Linked DNA regions of Rattus norvegicus: all the other regions are linked to region 2. The links are chromatin contacts, called in public Hi-C maps. All regions are on one chromosome and are shown on one strand. Each heading gives the region's core, a stretch centred on a gene start, on an enhancer-like site or on the middle of the called end of the contact. The rest is flanking DNA. Distances are from core to core; before and after follow the strand shown. Region 1 holds the start of Fggy (FGGY carbohydrate kinase domain containing). Region 2 overlaps Fggy (FGGY carbohydrate kinase domain containing). Region 3 overlaps Fggy (FGGY carbohydrate kinase domain containing).

The links. Hi-C and Micro-C count contacts between places; a contact is called where the count stands out from the background.
Region 1: a Hi-C map of the Rat2 cell line shows a contact between it and region 2, with 2.8 times the contacts expected there. The contact joins the promoter of Fggy here to the enhancer-like site in region 2. A contact is called at or near these places in 3 of 12 Hi-C or Micro-C datasets (the Rat2 cell line, Schwann cells and mammary epithelial cells).
Region 3: a contact with region 2 is called in a Hi-C map of Schwann cells, with 3 times the contacts expected there. The contact joins two enhancer-like sites.

What each region holds. Positions count from the first base shown.
Region 1 is chr5:115,512,304-115,515,973 of GRCr8, reverse strand. It overlaps Fggy (FGGY carbohydrate kinase domain containing), which reads right to left and starts at 1,397. Exons shown (of 16, transcript NM_001013932.2): 1 at 1,322-1,397.
Region 2 is chr5:115,710,568-115,714,130 of GRCr8, reverse strand. The region is part of intron 6 of Fggy (FGGY carbohydrate kinase domain containing); the gene reads right to left. Among named protein-coding and RNA genes, the nearest start is that of Fggy, 200 kb to the right of the region's middle. Within about 2 kb of position 1,935, at least 37 of the 93 cell types and tissues checked have an H3K27ac peak or open chromatin away from gene starts, as enhancers often do. A contact at or near this core is called in Schwann cells, where this site is marked.
Region 3 is chr5:115,898,535-115,902,430 of GRCr8, reverse strand. Fggy (FGGY carbohydrate kinase domain containing) reads right to left here. Exons shown (of 16, transcript NM_001013932.2): 16 at 718-925. The coding sequence ends at 844. LOC120102925 (a long non-coding RNA gene) reads left to right here. Exons shown (of 4, transcript XR_010051930.1): 4 at 1-650. Among named protein-coding and RNA genes, the nearest start is that of Hook1, 40 kb to the left of the region's middle. Within about 2 kb of position 2,645, at least 37 of the 93 cell types and tissues checked have an H3K27ac peak or open chromatin away from gene starts, as enhancers often do. A contact at or near this core is called in Schwann cells, where this site is marked.

The DNA of each region.
Region 1 (3,670 bases), core at 148-2,647, 200 kb after region 2:
TTAAAGATAGGGCTTTGCCCAAGCTGTTTTGTTGTTGTTGTTGTTGTCATCGTTGTTGTCTTTTAAAAAGCTAATAATTGACTGTGGTTTTTAGATAAAGGCTATAGAAAAGGAACTAAATTCCAGAAGACAGAGCCCACCAAAATTCATCACAGCCTGAGTGAGAGCCTGGACTCCTTCCCAAAAACACAGTGTTCCACCTTCTGGGTTTTTTCCCTTCTCCAATCTGCAAACTTTGACTTCCTAATCCTATGCCGCTCCCCCCTCAAAAATAATCATCCACAGGCCCTCCTCACCCTTATTTTCCACCCCCCAACCCTGTGATAGTCAGTAGCGGTCCTTTGGGGCGCTCACTAGTACAGCCAGGGTAGAAGCTTTTAAGTCAAGATCAAGCATGACAGCTGCATTAACAGGACACTGCAGAAGACAGAACAGCAGCAGCCACAGCTAGCAACAGGAAAGGGAACATCAGGACTCACATAGCTCACAGTGAAGACCAGAAACCCCTTAAAAAGAACAGGAAAATGAAACGAGACAAACCTACAAATCCACAAAGGCAGTAATTGTTCCTTACTCTTCTGCTCCCTAAAAGCACAATCCAATGGGACCTTTAGAATTGACACTTCCCATTTGATCTACGGATCAAACTTGGCCATAGCTTGCCCTTTAATTAGGGGAAGAAGTTGGAGCTAACAAATAAGCAATGCCCCAGTGAAATGCTCCAGTGACAGAGGAGTTCCCCTACAGTGAGTGTCTCCATCCTGAAACGGACAGGACCAGGACGTTCAAGAAAACGGAAAGATTCCCCTATATCCCTGCTAGTCTACAGCCCTGTAACAAGACAGATGGCATTATCCCTTTTAAACTGACGTCGCATCAAACACAATCTCCACCAGCTCAGCTTCTAAAACCTTAAACAGCTCCAGTCCTGAAATGCCTTTACACTGACAAACTTTAATTCAAAGACTTAAAATGTTTAGAGAATTGCCCCCAAATTTGGTGGGGCGGGAGGGGGCGGGGTTGCAAAATTCTTTCTGGGAGAAAGATAAACACTTTATTTAATTAACTGTAAACTACTCAGGGAGATAGGGCCTTAGGCCCCAGACATCTGTGGGGCAGTGGTTGGGATGCAGTAAAGGCCTCTCCCTTGGGCAAGACACCTCACCCAGAATACACTGGAAACTGAAAGGCGAGCAGATGGCCTGGCTGGAGCGAGACCCAAAGGTGAAGGAGGGAAACATCTAGCAGGCTAGAGAAGCTTTTTGTTAGGAGCCGGCTGAGAGCCTGCGTGCCTGCAAGAGCCCCTGGGAGGGTCACTTACTTGTCCAATATGAAATCACATTCTAGCTAGCAGGCCAGCAGGCCACCAAGCACAGCCGCACCGCACCCAGCAGGGCGGTCCAAACAAGCTGTGACTCCGCCTGCCTCTGTGCAGCCACTCCAGCAACCCTTGTAAGGCGTATCCTGATTGGTCCTTTGAAACGGGCACCAGGAATGGTCAGTACTTGTGAGCCCTTCCCCTTCCCGCTACACTGCAAGTCCTGGCTTTGCGTTTCAAACTCCTTAGATCGCTGCCTGGACTTTAAAGCCTCTAAGGCAACAGAGACTGCTCAATCTAAGCAATCCCCTCTGAGCGCCTTCTCTCCTAGCCCATCCTGCAGTATCTAATGGACTGTTAAATCCCTCGGCTGAGCACCAGGGTTGCTTGTGGGCTTACAATTCCTCGAACCCTTTATACCCAGTGCTTTTCAGGAATTCTCTCACTTCATCGTGTGCTCTAGTCTTTGAGGTAAAGATTACAGTAAATCTCAAAGAAAAATGGGCCCCTGCCTTTGAGAAGTTGACGGACGAGTTGATACTGACCTTTCCAGTAAGCTACATGTTTTCCATCCTTATCGCTAGACACTGAGAGCCCAAAACCGGTTTGGGTTTTTACTGGAGACTATCCCAAGTTGTGAAGGCCAAACCTTCTGAATAATAACAGGGACTTCCTGAAACAGACCTAATGTATTTATTATGTTAAGACTGGTATCCACATGACTTGAGAGTAAGCAAGTGATCTATCTCTCTTGGTCATCCAGGTGAGAACTCTGTCTTGGTGAGGCTGAGGCCACAGGATTAGTCCTGCACCCTGCTGCAGGTCTTGCTTTAGATTTAATTTCCTCTACACAAGCAGTCTCAACCTGCTTTGGTGTCCATATCTCAGATATTTACATTATGATTCATAAGGATAGCAAAAGTAGATATGTGAAGAAGTAGCAAAAAAAAAATAATTTTATAGTTGAGTCATTACAACAAGAGGTCACTACAAAAAGGGTCTCAGCTTTAGGACAGTTGAGAGCCACTGATCTACACTACGACTGCGTTTCTTGGATGCTTAATACACAGAATACATCGTCCCAGCTCTTTCTTAATATATCCCAGCAATGGAACATTCCTGCTGCTTTGTGGACTGTGGTCGGGTGTGAAAGCATAAAAGGTCTCCTCTTTGCTGAACATAGATTAGTGTGCTGGCCTGAGTGGATAGCTGTCTCTAGTCTTTGGTATATTTGCTATGTTTTTTTTTTTTTATTTGTTTCCTCTTGAATAGCATACTATCAGTAGCAAAAGTCGCCTTGTGCCTGGGCCCCCAGCAGCCATTCTAAACTATAAAACCACACAGAGGAAAGAAACATGGTGAAAAGCTTGGGTTCATAATGCAGTGTAGACCAGACCAGGGGGAGTCCAAAAGACCCTGCAGCTCACCTACCACTAGAAATCGGGTGACTAACCTCTGTTGTTGTAAAAATATAAAAATAAAAAAGAGTAGAGTTGTCTTTTACCCCGCTTAGGTCCGCACCGCGGTGTCCCAAGATATCTGCTAGATATCTTGGCGGAAACACAGCCCAGCCGCACACTTTCCTACACTCAACCCCTCACATAAAAGAACACACAACACAATAATCTTTGACCCAATTGGTAAGATATAATTGTCCACTTAAACATATTAAGCCCAGTGCCATCCATCCCTTGAGAACATTAATAACAACCTGTAAATACACAAAGCAGAATCTTAACATCACCTGTCATCGCTTCTCCCCTCTCTCCGTCTCATCTCTCCTCCTTTCTCTCCTAGTCTCTTCCTCTTCCTTCAAACTTCTCTCCCGCCCATCCTTCCTTCTCCTCCAATGATAGGCCTCCTTCTATCCTGTACCTGTCCCTCACCTGTACTTTACAAATTCAATGGGGAGGTGGTTCTGGTGAAGTCACCTGAGTTCTGAGCACATGACTAGGCAGCTGTCCTTGGGGCAGTGGAATTAGCATCAAAATACAGATAACTTCAGGGCAAACCACAAGAGACCTCTACTACGCAACCCTCTGAAACCACATCACATAAATGTTTTGCAAAAGGTTGTATACTTAATACACACAATACATTGCCCCAACTCTTCCTTCATATGGCCCAGAAATGGAATGTGCTTATTGCCTCATGGAATATGGAAAACACCCATTTCACGCTACAACTTATGGGAAGAAATAACAAATCCTGAGTACTTCATAAAATACTGACTATGACACGAGGTGGCTGAAAAACAGAAGAGAAAATGACACCACGTGGAAGGCAGCAAGTGCACGGTTGACCTTTCTTCATTCACAGTCTGATCTCTGAAAATCTAACTCACTCCAAGAA
Region 2 (3,563 bases), core at 686-3,185:
GCGCTCGCTCGCGTTTCACAAACCAGTTACAAACATGCTTAGAAGACGCTCCACACCGATTGTCACCTGCCCTGTGCCAAGTTCTAAGTGAAAGCAGCCCCTACAATTTTAAAAGATTCACACTGAAGTCTACAACTAAGAAGTTGGGAGACTAAGATAATAAACCATGAAGATCTCCAAAAGGTAGAATATATGTGATGTGCCTAAAGAAATGAGGAGAACTCCCTACGCTGGCCTCAGAGAATGAACGAACTCTTCAAGGTAGAGATAACACCTGGGAAGTGGATGAGATGACTTCCCAAAGTGAACAATATATGCTATCATACTAGAATTGGAATGTTCCAGAAAATAGCTCTATCAAAAGAAATGGTGGTTCACTGTAGGGAGTCCAGAAGGGCCAGGAGTCGATGTAAGTATCCAGTCTATGAGGACATAAGCACTGAGAAGGGGTGGAGAACCAGGGGTGCTTATGAAAGAGGCAGCATGTGGCTCTAGATAACAAGGCACTGAGGACCTGCTCACACTTAACCCAGGATTTGGTTTTTAAAAATGTGAACCTACTGTGTGAGGAAAGGCTAGCATAGGAAACATTATTTTATCTCCCAAACAAGTGAAAAATGCAAGCTGTAAAATATTATGCAGAAGAATATGACTAAATTACATTCCTAGGAGGTAAATCAATCTCTCTCTCTCTCTCTCTCTCTCTCTCTCTCTCTCTCTCTCTCTCTCTCACACACACACACACACACACACACACACACACACACACACACACACAAATGTTTCCAATGGGGGTGTGGGTGGATTTCTATTAACCCATGCTCTTTTATGTTCTATTTGAACAAACATTTCTTGTATAGTAGGTGTTTCTCTTCCGGTCTGATTAGAGGCAGTGGGGGGGGGGGGAAGAGGAGAGAGTAAAGGAAGGAAGAAGGAAAACAAGCAAGCAAACAAACTAACAACAAACAAATAAACCATTTCATCTATTCCACAGAATCCTAAGTAGTCATTAAAATACATGACGAAGAATTAAGGTATGAATTTGAGATAAAGAGAAGGATAAAATAAGGAACCAGGTCAGGATGCAGAATAGTGCTCATCCAATGTCATATTCATGGTCCTTTTAAAGACTACAAACATTCAATCACATGAGCACATGTATGTCTAGAAGTTTCTAGGAAAAAAAACAAAAACAAAAGACAATTTCTGTAATAGCACAGATAGCATGTGCTGTGAGGAACTCTCCTGAACCATCAATGTCCTTTCACATCATGACCTCGTGTTTGTTTATAAGAAACCAAATTGGCCTAAGTTTAAATAAAAACAAAACGAAAGCAGAGTCCCTGCATCTTTTCTAAGTCCTGTTCCTCAAGGAACAGGAAAGAAACCCATGGACAATTCACCCACACACTGATCTCTGGCTGTGTTACACTTTCACCTTGGGATATCAGATATCCCTGAGGACTCCTGGGCTCCATGAATTCCCATCTGAATGAACATATTTGGCCCGAGTGGTCAAAGCTGGAGCCTACAATTACTGGGTGGCTGCAGTCCCTCTTCACAAGCAGGGCTCCTATTACACCAAACCTTCCCCTACCAGTTTTTCAATTATCTATGACTAATGAGCACTCTGGGAACAGTTTCAGACACACACATAATCCTCTTTCCTGATGTCAGCAGCAGAAATTAATGACTATGTGGATTGCTGGGAGACAGAAGATGCATTATAATGGTCAACAGAACTGTTATCCTCTCCAGGAAGGGGGGAGGGTATTGAATTAACTGGAAGGTTCAGTGTTCTTTTGTATTCTGAGAGGGAGATGAAACACAGGGGGAGATTTGGCTCCAGGCCCACGGAAATGTCAGAGAGGTTTGGGCATGGGTGGCATGCAACCCTGCTTCCTTGTGCTTGCTGTGGAATGCTAGTACCGCTCAGTTGGGCAAGGCTGAGAGGCCAACCAGATTATGTCCAAGACTGCACTAAAGGACACTTTGCCCTGCCAGTTAGAGTTCTGGAATTCTTTCAAACTCAACCTACTTTCAATCTGATTTAAAAGTGGGGAACAAGACTGAGAACATACAATTCTCAACCACTATGCAGTATTCAGGGGCAATTCTTAAGACTGTTGTTTCACACAGATATGGTACATGCTTGACTGATTCCAGAGAATGGTAAGGTCTTGCCTGACTCAGATCACATGGGTAGGTCAGCTCAGGGGATTTTATAGAAAACTGGGACACTGGTAGAAAATGGCTGAAAAGATTGTAGTAGTCTTGGCTCCTGGATTGGAGTTACACATGTCCTGAATGATTCATCTAAGTAGAGACTTCCTGAGAAAAACAGAGCTGGTGTTCTTCTACTCTTTAAGGACAATGTCTGACATGCCACCTAGAAATCATTATGACTAGAAACAAAATTCCATTTCCATTACTGCTTCACATCAAATTGTATGGTATTTGTTAGCACTCACTGTAGAAATCATGAGTAGATATCTACTGTGTGCCACCCACTAGAAAACAGGTCAAGGATCAGGATAGAGGAAATCAGGTACTAGTGCTTTCTAATATCATTTCTGAATTACATCTGTTACTGAATGTGTCTTATATATACTCCATAGTTTATATGGTTTGATACATACTAAAGACCCCTGATTTTGTATTCCTAGTATTTATATCCCCTATTTACCCTATAATTTAAATATACTTTTAAATAATGCTTACATGTTATATCCCTATATTAGGTTCTGTCCATCTCTCCCAGTAGAAAAGAAATAACTCACAGAGTTTTATTTCTTTCCATATGCTTTCTCTCACTCTCAAGCATGAAAATTAATGTTTACTTAAGAAACTTACACAGTTTTGTTGATTTTTTAAAGACCATAAAACATGTATTGATGAACTTGGACAAGAAGATTAAAGTTGCACACCTATATGTGCCCACTATGCAGCATTTCAGTAGAAAGTAAACAAAACAGATGAACACTAAATTTAACTCTCAATCCTAGATATTACTGGGATAAAGAAACTAATATAATCCCACCAGTGGTGCAATCTCATTTCTAACTCGGGACAATGACATAAACCAAGGGCAATGGACATACACAGAAAATGGCAGAAGGAATGCTGCCACCTCTCCCTGGGCACAAAGACTCTTCCCATGGCAGCAGGAGACTATGGATACTAGATTCTTGCAGAATAAGCTTCAAGTCCTCCCAGCTGGACAAGCTGGTTCAGAGAATCCAATTAGTAACTACTGACGGCAATAGGTCAGCGAGTGGAAGAGCAGTATGTACCCTTTGTATTTCAACAACATAATTATTCCGGTCTATGAGCTTTCTGTAACTGTTCTTGGAACATTTCTGCTCATATACCTCTCCATCCTAATAACAGATCAATGACATGAAAAGTCTTTTGGAAAGCAATAGGTTTAGATTCTGTAACTTGGAGTCTAAGTATTAGAGTTTATTATTTTATAGAATAAAAACAAAACCACAAAATTTCAAATTTTTTTCAGTTAACCAGGGAGGGAAGAGAGTGAGGGGTTACATTTGAGGATCAGATCA
Region 3 (3,896 bases), core at 1,396-3,895, 190 kb before region 2:
TTTAGATGAGACAGATGGACCCAGTGTGGAATTTCCTGGAGTCTGACTGCAGTTGGGCTATGAGTAGCACCATATAGGGCCCTTGTCACTTGGCCTACAGAGGAGTTGATTGGTTGGGAGGTGCTAGGAGAACTTGATCTCCTGGCTGTATGGGCCAAGTCCAGGTCAGGAGATGTTTGGAATGTGTTTGTCTCATCCATTACATTTGGACTATGTATTCCCAGCAACAGTGATGTTTCTCTGTCAGACTACCACATCTGGAAGCACGAAGTCAACAGAGATGTGACGGTGCTCTATTCTTTTGTGTAGTTAATCACTCATCTGTGAAGTAACAGTTTTAAGATCCTGTATACATCCTGTTACATATCAGATTTTCCTTCAGATTCCATGGATGACTCCTGCCCATCCCTATCTTAAATAATGGATGGAAAGTGGTGATTCTGCAATTAAATGCAATATCTGACCCTAAAGTCTCTAATACCATAAAATACACAGAATAAGCATCAGGTTATTCCACACAAAGCAGTGTAAGCCTGAGTTAACAGCTGACATGGAAAGAATGAACAAGTCTCCACAGGACTGAAGGCCTCTCCAAGGTCTAGTCTTACAAGAGAGCCCAGCATCCAATAAGAGCTGCTGCTGCCAGGAAAGCGCCCTAGAAACCACCAAGTAAATAACTGCCGTATCCAGACGCAGACATGAATGACTCCAGGTATGTTTGCCTTGTCAAAGTTTTTATTAGATAAGAAGGAATTCCAAAGGTATACCCAAGGGGCATTGATCATAAGCTGAACACGCAGAGGGCCCCAACGAATGGCACAGAGTCTGAACGGATTGGCACGTTCAACTTCCATTCATGATGGCTGAATACTCCTTCTGGTGCTCAACCATTCTCAGAAACACTTGATATTTCTTGTCATAATATCTGGGGGGTACAAAAAAGAGCATATTAAACATTCGCAAAACAAGGCTGTCATGTGCCTTCCCCCCCTTATTTATAAGGATGGGAATGTATCTGTTGTGTTTTGGCTGAAACCTAAGTTTCAAGAGTGTGCAGTGCCCTGGACATGGGGTTAGTATGCCTCATATCTGTGGTGTGTCCGTGACATGCAGTTCTGCATGCTACACGTTTGAGATGTAGGCATTTTATCAGCAAAAGCACATCTGAAGTGGCATAGCATGAAGAGTAGCAGAGGTGGGATTCACGCTTAGAAAGGAATGGCTTCTGAGCCTCCCCTGCTCCTTCTGAAAGGCTCAGGCTTAGCACAGATCCCTTCTGATTCTAAGCTCAAATGCATCTTTCTGCCGTGACAGGCGACAGGTAAAGACTGCAGCTTGGCCAGGTGTAAGAATGAGCATGTTAGTCCCCTTCTTGATCTCCTCATATCAGTGTCTTTGGCAGACTGCCTTATCCAGGTGTTTGGCTTATCCAACGGTTTATCTAGGGCAAACTCTGAGGACATGAGACCAACATCTCCCTGCACCTGGCTCTACCCTCACTGTCTGGCAGTGACCTTGCTAACCTGCCCTCTCCATCCGACTCTTCAGGAGAGACCTGTTGGCTGTGAATCAGACCCGGGCTGCTTAGACATCACCATTCCAAAAAGGATAGCCACAGAATGGAGTATCATAACTGAAAACTCTGTCCTTCCGCTCTTCGATGAGGTGGATGAATCCACATCATGATTATTTGGTAGACTCTGGAGGGTTCTGACAAACACCCTTATACATGATGTTTACAATTGGAAATTGTGGGGAACTGTTATGAGAATTTTGGGAGCACACAGAAGTTTGTACTTGCTCCACATTTCTGCCTTAAGCATTCTAGTAATGAAGGAGCTGTGATGGGGCCAAACCCACAGCTAAGGAGGGGGTTTGAGGCCAGGATTTGAATCCCAGTGTAGTAAATTCCTACAAAACACATCTGTAAATTTCCTGCCCTGCACATTGGGATAGTTACAGGATATATTGCAGAAATTTTGTGAGGATTAAGGATTAATATATGACAAGTATAAGAACAATAACTGGTTGATTTATAATAAATAATGAGTTATTGCTTTGAAGTAATTTGTATTCTAGTATTGCACGCAATCTAGGGTTATGAGATACTGCTAAACCCCACTCTAGAGCATTCAACTGTCAATCACGGGATGATTTTTAGAAACAATTTTCCACTCCTAATGATATTCTATGACAATACAAGGCAGAGCAATTCTTCTGAGGGATGAGATGGATTCCTAACGTTGTTATCTCAAACTCTTAAAAGGGAGCTTTGGTCAGCTGCCCCCTCACACAGTAAGGTTTGTAAGGGCAACGACTCTACTGAAATTCCCTTCATTGTATTCCCATTGGTCTTCTTGCAAATGTCTTTTTTTCACTCAACAGGAACCCATGATTCACCCTTTTAAGGTTGAATAAGTTGAATCACCGTAAAAATTTGCTTATTGAACTACAGTTATTTAATTAGACACTAAGTTCACATGCAGCCTGCCAGCTGAGTTATCTTCTAAATTCCCTTCCTCTTGAACAATTGGTTTTCTGTGGCTCAGGACCAAGGAAACATAAAGTTAATGAGATTTAAAGCCAAGAGACAGGAAGAGGAAATGGACCCTGGCTTTCTGATTGTAATCTTCGTGCTGCCTGCAGATGGCGGCAAAGCACTGTGCATCCGCTTCACGGAAACCCTGCCAGCAGCCGTCAAAACATCAGAGTCTTTTCAATGGAAGCGCACGGATTTTACCGAGAAAGAACTTCCCTGAAAAGTCTTGAGAGGGTCACGAAAGAGATAGAGGATAAGCTGCTTCCCCTTTCAAACAAACGAGATAGTCCAGACGCCCTCTAGCGGACACTCCCCAGCTTCTCCACTCACTGGGAGGGGAGTCTGTGTTCCTGGGTTGTTTCTCATACTGGGCCTGCTCCTATGAGTTAGGTAGTCAGAGAGTGATTCACATGCAGAGGCTTTAACAGTCTGACTGCATTTGGAGACAAAGAATAAAATGAGTCTAGACTGTTCTTTTAGTGGGCATTTCAAATTCTCAAATACGGACCTTTGGGACAAATACGGTCAGTGACGTGGTAAGGCTTCTCTTCAGGTCTTAACCCCAAGTGCTTTCCTCCGGGACTGGCTCCTTCATCTTCAGACGTATGAGTGATTACATAACGATCCTGACTGCTCACGTGAGCTGCTCCACAAGCCTGCGATGGAGCCTCCTGAGTTCTAGCCTTAGCTCTCAAGAATCGATCCTGTATGACTGAATTTTCCAAACTGTCCATTTGATCAGGTCTCATCACTGCTTAAAACTCAGTTCTGATCCCAGGGGTCTTTGACATGGCTGCAGTGGCTTTATGATCTGAATTCCGCTTGCCTCACTTCCTCATCACCTTGTGTCCGGATTGTAGTGATCTCAGTATAAAGGCTAATCCTTTGCATATATTTTTTCCTCTACCAAGAATGTTGTTCTCTCCCTTAGCCTGTTTGGAAATGTCTTAAACATTTAAAGTCAGCTGAGGCAGGGTGCCTCCCCAAAGCTTTCCTTTTCCCCTATGGGTCCCAGTTGTTTCTTCTTTTGGGTTATGTTGCTACCTGCTGGTATTTCTATGGAAGAATTTATTCATGTTATTTAATAATCATCTCTGTACATAAATCAGGTAGTGTCTCATTGTCTCTGTGTCCTTTCCAGAGCTCAGTTAATTCTTTAAACACAGCAAGAACTAGACAGACAGACAGGCAGGCAGGCAGGCAGGCAGGCAGGCAGGCAGGCAGGCAGGTAGATAGATATTTTTGTTGACTTGGCATTTAAGCACAGGGGATTTTCTAGCCTTTAGTGCCAAGAAATATACAAAGGGTAGGAGAATGCCAGCTGGTCCTTTGATGTGAACATAAAAGATCTCTATAC